2 separate regions of the Mus musculus genome follow, and region 2 is linked to region 1. The links are chromatin contacts, called in public Hi-C maps. All regions are on one chromosome and are shown on one strand. Each heading gives the region's core, a stretch centred on a gene start, on an enhancer-like site or on the middle of the called end of the contact. The rest is flanking DNA. Distances are from core to core; before and after follow the strand shown.

Evidence for each region. Hi-C and Micro-C count contacts between places; a contact is called where the count stands out from the background.
Region 2: a contact with region 1 is called in a Hi-C map of bone marrow-derived macrophages, with 1.8 times the contacts expected there. The contact joins two enhancer-like sites. A contact is called at or near these places in 1 of 39 promoter capture datasets (pre-B cells), 1 of 484 Hi-C or Micro-C datasets (bone marrow-derived macrophages) and 1 of 115 datasets of contacts at active chromatin or transcription factors (embryonic stem cells).

Annotation. Positions count from the first base shown.
Region 1 is chr13:41,817,854-41,822,948 of GRCm38.p6, reverse strand. All of the region lies in intron 2 of Adtrp (androgen dependent TFPI regulating protein), which reads left to right. Among named protein-coding and RNA genes, the nearest start is that of Adtrp, 27 kb to the left of the region's middle. Within about 2 kb of position 3,273, at least 45 of the 459 cell types and tissues checked have an H3K27ac peak or open chromatin away from gene starts, as enhancers often do. A contact at or near this core is called in bone marrow-derived macrophages, where this site is marked.
Region 2 is chr13:42,146,782-42,151,823 of GRCm38.p6, reverse strand. The region is part of intron 3 of Hivep1 (human immunodeficiency virus type I enhancer binding protein 1); the gene reads right to left. Among named protein-coding and RNA genes, the nearest start is that of Gm32778, 37 kb to the left of the region's middle. Within about 2 kb of position 1,608, at least 82 of the 459 cell types and tissues checked have an H3K27ac peak or open chromatin away from gene starts, as enhancers often do. A contact at or near this core is called in bone marrow-derived macrophages, where this site is marked.

The DNA of each region.
Region 1 (5,095 bases), core at 2,024-4,523:
TTCTGGAGCTAGAACACTGGCTCTCTACCTACTTCCTGTGTGGTTCTAAGAGAGTTACCTCACTTTTCCCCCATCTCAGTTTGTTCCTGTGTGGCACTGAGGAAAACACATCCTCCCACCTCACAGAGCTGAGAGATTTCATTCCACAGCTCCCAGATGGTGTGTGGGCTTCCAGTGGGTGGGTCACAGGTGGATCTCTCCTCCCGGAAGCACCCTCAGCAGGGAGGAAGCTGCCTCCACTAGGGTTAATCCCCTTTCCCTGGGGCTGAGAAAGGGCCACTTGGGGTGGGGGTGGGGGGGAATCTCTGCAAGGCCGCTCAGTGCTCCTCTAGGATCTGCTCTGTCCCCAATCCTTCTCCCTCCCTGCCACAGATACTTCAAGGGTATTATCCTCAATGAATCCCTTCTGGCACATCTCAGAACCACACAAGCTCCTCCTTTTCCTTCTCCTCCTCTTTCTCATTTTTCTTCCCCTTTTCCTCATTCCCGGTAAAGGCAAACTGACACGAGCCACTCCACCCCCCCCCCCAAGCTCCCCCACCACACACCTCTCCACCCCAGGCACGTGTTATCTCTAACACAATTCTGGGTTCCTCACTGGTACTCCAGGGATGTTGGCTGAATGAATTGGTAAGCAGTATATACTTCTAACTGGAGTGAGCCACTCGCCAGGAAACCCCATCCCCCTGCAGGTTGCTCTGTCCCAGGAAATTCTACCACTCACTACCCAAAAGCCACTGTTCCTAGCGACACAGCCTTGGCCAAGGCTTCTTACACTTCTAACCAACACATCCCCACAACTCTTGCTTTCCCTGTTTCTCTCCTCATCATTCCAAATTGTGTTCTTTACATTATTTGTCCTCCTAGTTTTGTTTGTTTAACTCCCTTGTTCATCTTAAGGGAGTTGTATTGTTGTTTTTAAGTTGATCTTTTTAAATTTAATTTGTTTGTGAATGTCACATGAGAGTCCGGTATTTACCCAATTTGACCACTCCCCCCTTCCCCTCCACCTCCCCCACGTCCACTGCTTCTCCCACTCAAATTTAGGACTTCTTCAGTGATCGCTGCTTTACACCCACACACTCTACTGATTCTGTAACTCAGGAGAGCATCTGTTTAGGGCTGACCGCCTGGATTGGATAACTAACTGGTCAGGAAGCTCATTCCTAGAGAACGCTGATGCTCCCTCCCTCAGTAACCATGGATGAATTCCTTGTGGCCCCTCATTGAGGGGTGCAGCCTTGCGAAACGTACCACACCCACCTTGGTGTGTCAACAAGTTGGTAGCATTGTGCACAACTTATTTGGACAACCACCATGTTGTTAAGATTACATGGATGAAACTTCAGCATCTTCTTGTTGTTGCTGTTGTTAACTTTTTATTGGTTCACTGTGAATTTCACAACATGCACTCCAATCCCACTCATCTCTCCCTCCCCTTCTACCCTCCCTCCATCCTTGCAACCCCCCCACGCACACACACACACACACACACACACACACACACACAAAACAGAGAAAAACAAATCTCCCTGCGGAAGCTGTAGTGCGTCCCACAGTATACCCTTTTGTCCATGAGTTTCAGCATCTTTCTTAAAGGCACATGGACGATGAGTGGGATTGTGCACTTCACACAGGCCCAGATAGCCTTGGATGAGAGAGAATGCTAGCCACCTTCTCAGTCAACAGCACCCTCTCCGATACCAGCAGATAAAACATCATTCCCTGTTAGTGCTTGTGTTCTCTTTAATTTTAGAATGGTCTTTCACTGCAAGAGTTGCATCAGGTTGACAGAGGGGTAAGGAAAGTCCCAGGATGACTGAGTCAGGCCCAGAGCCTTGAGCTTGGCACCGGCTCACTACACTCACCCACCAGGAGTCATAATGTCTTCTTCAGGGAACTTGTGGAATCTCCCTCTCTGGAATTATTATTATTATTATTTTAATGGAAGAAATTTTCATTTCCTGGGGTTGTTTAAAAAGGTTTTGGCTCTAGGGCAAGGGAAATAAACTTGATGAGTTGGAGAGGGTAAGTTTCCATGATTTTAAGATCCTAGTGGATTTGTGAAGACATGGAATATATAAACTAAATATCCTTCAGCTACAGTTTTTAAAATTACATTAGTTGTTTTTTTTTAATGTAAATTCAGCTCTGTCACTGGTCATAATTTTGTTAGCTAGCAACAGAAACAGAAAGACAGCTACCAAATATAGAGCAGCGAGCCTTTCAGGAAAAGTCCCAGAACATTCCACTGGAGTAGAGTCAGGGAAGAGCCAGTAGAAAAGATGAATCGGAAACCATTAGCTGTAAATAGCCTGTGATCAACAGGACACCATGAAGCCTACTTTCCTGGGAGCCAATGTCCTAGGATGACAGAAGGGCAGACCACTACCCATTTGGATGACCTGAGGTGATGACCCAAATGCACCCTCAACACCACCCAGGACTCCCTAGAATCTGTGAGTGTGTGTGTGTGTGTGTGTGTGTGTGTGTGTGTGTGTGTGTGATTCTAAACATTGTCTTATTTTTTCCTTGATGGATGAGCAGATCACTATCCATCTGGATAACCTGGTTGATTATCCTCTCGATACCCCTCCAGACTCCCTAGAAATCCAGCTTTTACTACTCCTTATCCTCCAACTCTGTTCAGTGGCCCCTTTAAACCCTAGCTCTAGCCTGTACCTTTACCTTGGCCTGACCCTCAACCTTTTCTCTCCTACACCCATGTGGGACCTGACACTGCCCAAGTATTCCTTGTTAGTAAGGATGTAGCATATCAGTACTCAGATCAGTGGCAGCGAGGCTGCCTCACCCTGAGTTGGCGTCTGGCATATGTCTGCAAGATGGTATGTGTGAACTGGGGGTGGAGGGGGGAGAGATGATTGGCACATTTACAGGGAAGCCAATTTGTATTGATGGGGAGAAACTTCGGAGGAGCTGAGTAATACGCTTTCTTCCCTAATCTGATTTCCATACTCTGTGGCTGACAGGGGCAAGGAAAGGGATGGGCTTGACTCCCTATTAGATGCCCCTTTGGCCAAAAGACATTGGGTAGTATAGACTTCACTCTCTAGGTGGTGGAGGCAGCCTTTCTCTCAGTCTCAAAGAGGGCAGGTCCAAAGAATGGTCAATGTGTATGCATGTGTGTGTGTGTGTGTGTGTGTGTGTGTGTGTGTGTGTGTGCAGAATGGCTGTGTTGATCAACAAAGCTCAGGCCCCAGGGTTGCTTCTGCAAACTGAGGCAGGAAAGGGCTGCTATGGCCAAGAGTATCTGGAACTGAAACTAGGGCTGAGAGCTCTGTGGGAAGAGGAAGGAGAGAGAAGAGGCAACTTCTGACATCCGTGTACAAACGACTGCAGACTCGGAATTCTACAGCTCATGGGTTTTGTGGCAAAGGCACCAGCAGTAGGGCTAAACATTGTGGAGGGAACCTCTGCGTGGCATTTAGAACTGTGGCTCTTTCCCTCCTTCCCACACCGACCCTCAGCCATTGGGAAGCCTCCTCTTCCTCCGCAGGAGCCTTGTGACTCTCGCCCAGCCTGTGATTCTGCCTCTGTGGCCTTGGATAAGCCTTGCCTCATCCTGGGCCTCACCTGAGGTAACTTCCTGGCATTTGTTCCCTGCTCATAGCTCGCTCCCTCAACAATTTCATTCCACCTGAAGACGGTTGACTATCTAGGTCTGCTCCTCCCAGCTGCGTCTCTCTAAGACCACTTGATAGTAGCTGTATTTCCAAGTGTAGATTTTGCTGGACAGGTGGCCTTCAGTCTCAGATACCTAGTGTCAGCATCCCCCAGGGATGTGGCTAGGGAGAAGGCTCAGCTGCTTCAATGCCTGAGCACAAACATCAGGACTGAACGAACTTCCATCCCCAGCATCTACACTTGAGGCTAGGCACAGTGGCAGGACCTTGAAATCCCAGCCCAGAGGATGTGAAGATGGGCAGGTTCCTGGTGATTGCCTGCTGACCAGCCTAGCTGAAGCAGAGAACCCCAGGCCCCAGTGAAGGCCCTGCCTCAAAAACCAAGATAGCTGTTGTCTCCTGGCCAAGGTTGATCCCTGGCTAACCCTACCACCACATATCCAAAAAAACCTACAACCTTGGGGAGATTCATAAACCGTAATATCTGAGCTGTCCCCTTAAGCCCATTAAAGGGGAGTCCCTGGGGTAGGAACAGAGCACTGGTAATTTTTTGTAATGTTGCATTTTATTCTCCTAGTCATGTAGATTGTTTCTTCTCAATTCTGCTCAAGAAATCTGATGTTTCTTAAGGCTGGCTCAAGAACCAGACTCCAAAGCCTTGGGACTTAAAACCAGTTTGTTAATCTCTCTTTAGCCCGTTTTTCTCATCTTTAAGATGGAGCTAATACTGATACATCACTAGGACGTTTGAGAATTAAACGAGTCTCGAGTCTGGCATGTTATAAGCTCTTACACGCATTCACGACCGGCCAGGAAGAACGCAGCAAACCGGAATCTTCTGCAGCAAAGCTTTATTGCTTACATCTTTAGGAGCCAGAGCGCAAGAGAGAGAGCAAGAGCAAAAGAGAGAATGGCTTTATTGCTTACATCTTCAGGAGCAAGAAGCAAGAGAGAGAATGGCGAAACCCCGTCCCTTTTAAGGAGAATTATCCTCCGCCTAGAACGTGTTACTCCCTGATTGGCTGCAGCCCATCGGCCGAGTTGTCGTCACGGGGAAGGCAGAGCACATGTAGTGGAAAACTACCCTTGGCACATGCGCAGATTATTTGTTTACCACTTAGAACACAGGATGTCAGCGCCATCTTGCAACGGCGAATGTGAGGGCGGCTTCCTACAATAAGCCATGACTGAAAGTCAGCTGTTGGAGTTGTGAGTCCCTGGTAAAATCCATGAGCGATGGATGCCCAATCCAGAGGGTTCTGCCCTTAGACCTCCTTTCCAGGGACTGTGATCCCGAAGTCTGTGGGCAGAGAAGAGTCCTGGCTCTCTGAGAAGATCAAGGTAGTGCACCTTCTGCTGATCTGAGGACTCGGTTTCCAATCTTGGATGAATCGTCTGTTTCTCCCCATCCCTCTTCCTGCTCATTCCTCAGCCTACGGAGTATCCTGAAG
Region 2 (5,042 bases), core at 359-2,858, 330 kb before region 1:
GGTTTTTCACTGAAGCTAGATCTTGTCCTTTGCACTATATCAGCTAGCTGACAAACCTCCAGGCCCCTCCTTTCGCTGCCCTCCAGAACTGGTACTGCAGGCGTGTACCACCAGGCCTGGCTTTTCTGCGGATGCTGGGGACTGAAATCAGGTTCTCTGCTCACAGAGCAAGCACTGTGTCCACAGAGCCATCTTCCCAACCACTCTTTTCTTAATTTATTGTATTTATTTTATGTATGTATATATGTATGTATGTATGCATGCATATATATCCATCTGGGTGTGTGACAGTCTATATGTCATGAAGCATGCAGAGTTCAGAGGACAACTTATGGAACTGTTTCCCTCTACGATGTGTGTATCACATAAATCTCCTCCCACTGCCAGCCCACCCCCATTTTATCTCATTTCATTCTCTTAAGTTCGAGCTCTTGTTAATAATATTTATGACGTCATTAACTTTGGTGTTCATGGTCACACTCAGTTTCTGCCATATTGATTCCTATCTTTCATGTTCTCCCTGTCTTTCTCTGGCTGAGAATATGGAAGGGCAGTCCAGTCACTCAAGGACACACGCCAGGCCTTTTTGAAGTTGCACCACCCATTCCTTCTTGATTCTGCTGGATCTCTATGAGAGGTGCTCGGGAGGGGATCAGGTGATGGTGCTGTGCAGAGGGGGACTCCGAGCTTCTTCCAGGGCTGTGTCAGACTGAAAAGCTGTCAGCAGTTCTAGTAGTGATGGTAGTACTCTTAACAGAGGCAAAGCACAAGGCTTAAGAATAGTTTTCCAGAAGTTCTACAAAGGTTTCCTGGCTTTATATGGGAGCACTGAGCTGGTTTGAGAGGGGAGGGGGGCCCTTTACTTGGCAACCACAGACGCTCACTTCCCCATGCGTGTGTGGGACTGTGGACCACAGGTGGACAGTGAGGACCAGTCATTGTCAGCAGGAAGATGGCCAGGCTAATGATGGCAGTGCAGTTAACGTAACACTACAGAACCGTTTAAAATAATTACTACGATGGCACGGCAAGCTGAAAATTGTGATACATGAAGTATACAGGCACATTCTTTTCTGTCCCTAGAGAGAGGTCTAGGCTAAGAGGCAGATATCTGGGAATGCACAGTGAGGGCTGTTTTTTGTAAAGGTAAACAAGTGACCAGCCAAAGAAAACATGCTGTGGAGAGGAAAAGAGGCCTGATATTAGAGGCCTGGGTAATTGCTAGACTTAAGGCTAAGCTAGGAGTGGGAATCAACAAGGTAGGACCTGGAAAGATGCAACGACACCCATGACAGTGAAGAACCTGGGCACTCCTGTGGCCCAGGGTGTTAAACACACACGATGGCATTAAGGAGAGCGACCAGGCTTGTGGCATAGGAATGGGGAGGATGGGCTCAGGTCTGAAAGCATGGTCAGTGGGACCCAGGGGCCAAATCCACCTCAGCCACGGGGCTAGTGTGGGGAGGGGGGCTGAGCTCAGGGCCCAGCTAAGCTGGATCTCTCCCTGGGAAGCTGGACAGGAAGGGCAAAGCCCAGATATTACTAACAGGGGAGAAGGGCGATTTCTCAGGGTGAGAGGCTGAGTGTGTGTGCAGACAGGAAGCTCTCCTCAGGACAGAGGAGGAGACTGAAGCCACAAGACAGAGAACTAGGCAATCAAATGCATAACAAAGAGGATGTATAATCAGGAAGCTAGGGAGGACAAAGACAACTGACTATCGGGAATGAAGACACGTTCACGTAGGTGGCACATCTCTGACTCAGTCCTGGGCAGGGAGCAGAAGGAAGCACTTTCAAGTCAAGGAGGTTTCATGAACGTGGTGTGCAAAAAACGCGTTTAAAACACACATGGGGAACAGCATGCAAACCAGGCTGCACACAGACCAGCAGAGTGAGAGGAAGGCACAGTGGGAAAGGTATTCTGCCAGCAGCTGATCCTCAGCCCTGAATACAAAGCAGGAGAGGTGGGGATTTACACAGTAGGCACAGGAAGCCACAACACTTCACTGCCAAGCTCTTCCTTCCCTCCAGGAAGATGATCAAGAAATATTAACCAGGAATATATGATCAAGTAATGGTAATGTGGTGGCGGCTGCTTAAATCTCACCTATCTTTCCAACCTCTTATCTACTTCACTCTTACACCACTTAAAGAAGACTAAACTGCCAGCCTAAAATGCTGTATTGAGAAGCAATTCAGCGCTCACCAACAAAGCTACAGCAGAGGACAGAGATGCGGCCCTGTTAGGAAGGGGCGGAGCACGCACACATGCAGCCTGGATCCCCCGAAGCCACACTCAAGAAAAAAGAAGAGAGGAGGAGAGGAGGCAAGAGGAACACAGGGGAGGGGAGGGGAGGGGACAGTGTGACAGTGCATGTCTGTGATCTTAGCACCAGGCAAAGTGGAGACAGGAGGACTCCTGGGCTAGTTGGCTAGCCTTGCAGAATCCTGAGCTCCATGCTTGGTGTGTGAAAAAAAAAAAAAAAAAAAAAAACTGTCTCAGAAAACAAGAATAACTCAGGAAGAAACCAGTGTCAGTGCCTGCCCCCAGTACATACACGCAATGCACACACATGAATATATACGTGCATCTACAGCACTCCCATACATACGAAGGCAAAACAAAGACTTAATCCGAAACTTCCCTGTCAGGAGACCTGTACTGAAACGCTGAGCCCGTTAACCTGAATCTAAGCTTATATATAAGATCTGGAAGTGTAACGGGAAAGGAATCCTAAGATGGCTGGCATTACTGCTCTGCTTTGAAGTCCACCACCTTAAAGATGCTCTCATGAGCATAGCCATGTGGGAAGCAAAACAATGGCCAGCAAAATGTGACCTCCCTGATACCTGGAACAAGTGTGCAGGTTTCTTTAAGTGCTAAAGAGGCTGTGCTGGCCTGATGAGGTCATGGACTTTGGAATGAAGAAATTACCCTGAATTACAGTGAGATCCTTTCAAACTTCACAGCAGAGTCTCTGGCTAACCAGCAGTCAGGTAAGAGACTGGGCTAGAAGATTCGACCTGCCCCTACTGGCTACAAAGCTACAGAGAAGCCAGGGTGTGCCGGAGAGCGAGAGCCCAGGGTAGACTGTAGATGCAGAGTGTCCTCAGACTCAGGGGCCCAGAGTCCTGACCCCAAGGCAATTGTGCTCAGAGGTGGAACTTTGGAGAGTTAGCTGGACTGATCGTGAGGACTCAAGACTTCTTCAGGGGATTGACCAACTAATGGGTTCATAATCAGACTGTAATACTGTGGAACAGGTCTTCACAAAGAGAAGTCCCTGGCCTTTCTGTTCCTCTGTGGCAGGTTGTCAGGAGCTGAACAGTCTCTCCAAGATTCTCTGTTTTGCCTCCTGTACAAAGGCATAGAGCTGGGTCACCAAGAAACTGAACCTGGAAAAACCTTTCCTTCCTTTAACAACAGTCTCAGGTATTTTGTTACAGCAAGCAAAGCTGGCTCAGACAGCAGGTGCTTAGCATATGCAAACTGTTGGGTTCAACCTGCTGTACCAAAATAAAGAAGAAATACGAATGAGAGAATGACTGGAGAAAAGAAACGCTGATCCAATGGTTGTACTGCCCTTGAGAGTCTAGCCACAATACCCAATGCTGCCAATAGGCTAAGTGAGCAAGAACACATTATTCTCACTACCTCTAGAAAGAAACAGCCCCTGACACCTTGATGGAGCCCACACTCTCATTCATAGAATGTCAGGGCAGTGAGCATGGTCAGGAGTATAGCTCAATGTCAGAGTGAATGCTCAAAATTCAGGGCACTGGGTTCAATGCCCTGCATCATACACATTAATATAATTAATAATAATAACCTTAGTAAATGAAAATAAAAGTGAATTATCTGGAGCAATAAAAGCAGACTGTATCCGATAAGGTCAAACTAGACTCATAAAAAGTTAAATGAGCACACCATGTCTTCTAGCTGCAACAAAATTCAACTAGAAATAAATAATGTGAGATAGATGGAAAATCCCCAGCTGTATGGAAATTAAGCAATACAATTCTAACTAACTAAAGAGGAAAAAGAAGTCACCAGGGAAACAAGAAAAATCAAAACAGAACTTGAAAACTGGGAAACTGTGATGAATTCATGCCAATGTACACCACAATGCCACGCCACACACAATGCCATGCATGGCCACAATGTCATTCACCAGGACACAGAAGCAAAGGACACAGAGACCTCGCAGTGCAAGACCAGGACAAGAGGACCTCTGCCAGAACCACTGCTGTTCTTAACCATTTCTTGAGAGCAACCAGCTTGTGCAACAAGCCAGACACGGATGGTAAGGATGCACAGCATGTTGTGGGGACAGTCATTTAAAAAGACGCAATGAAATGACCACAAGTCTTGAGTGCTACCTCCTTACCATATTCACAAACAGCAATCTTTCTATTTATACCAAGGCTGGTAGAAAACATAAGGGAAAATTTATTTACAACAGAAACCTAAACTCTGATAAAAGTAAAATTTTATACCAAGTAATAGAAACATACAGACAATACAACAGACTTGAGGAATGATGGACCCAGAACATGGGAAGTGGGGTAGGCGGTGAGGGCTGTGGTATGCGCAAGCTCAGACAAAGCAGTCTCAAAAGAGCCAGGAGGGGGTTGGCACATCACGCCTCTGGCAAGAGTTAATGCTGGGAAGGTGCCAGCTCAGTTCTTTTAAATTTTCTGTATTTTACAAAATTTTAATGAAAAAAATTCTCAGTTTTAAAATATGACAAACCATAGTGTTTATTCAGGAAAATAAACTCTATTAGAAGGCAAAGTTCTGCAAAGAACCGTAAGGACAAAGTCAGTGCTGTGACATAGGGACTAAAACAGGACCACCCTCCCCACTCCCGCCCCTGCCCTGCCCGAGATCAGATCACTGGTAAGAAGGAAACTTATAAAGGTTTAATATGTTATAAAGCCAGAGTTCAAAACCTTAGGAAAAGGATGATACCATTTCCAATATGAGATTCTGATCTCATATACAAGATGATAAAATAAATGTAGGTTATAAGCAAACAGTG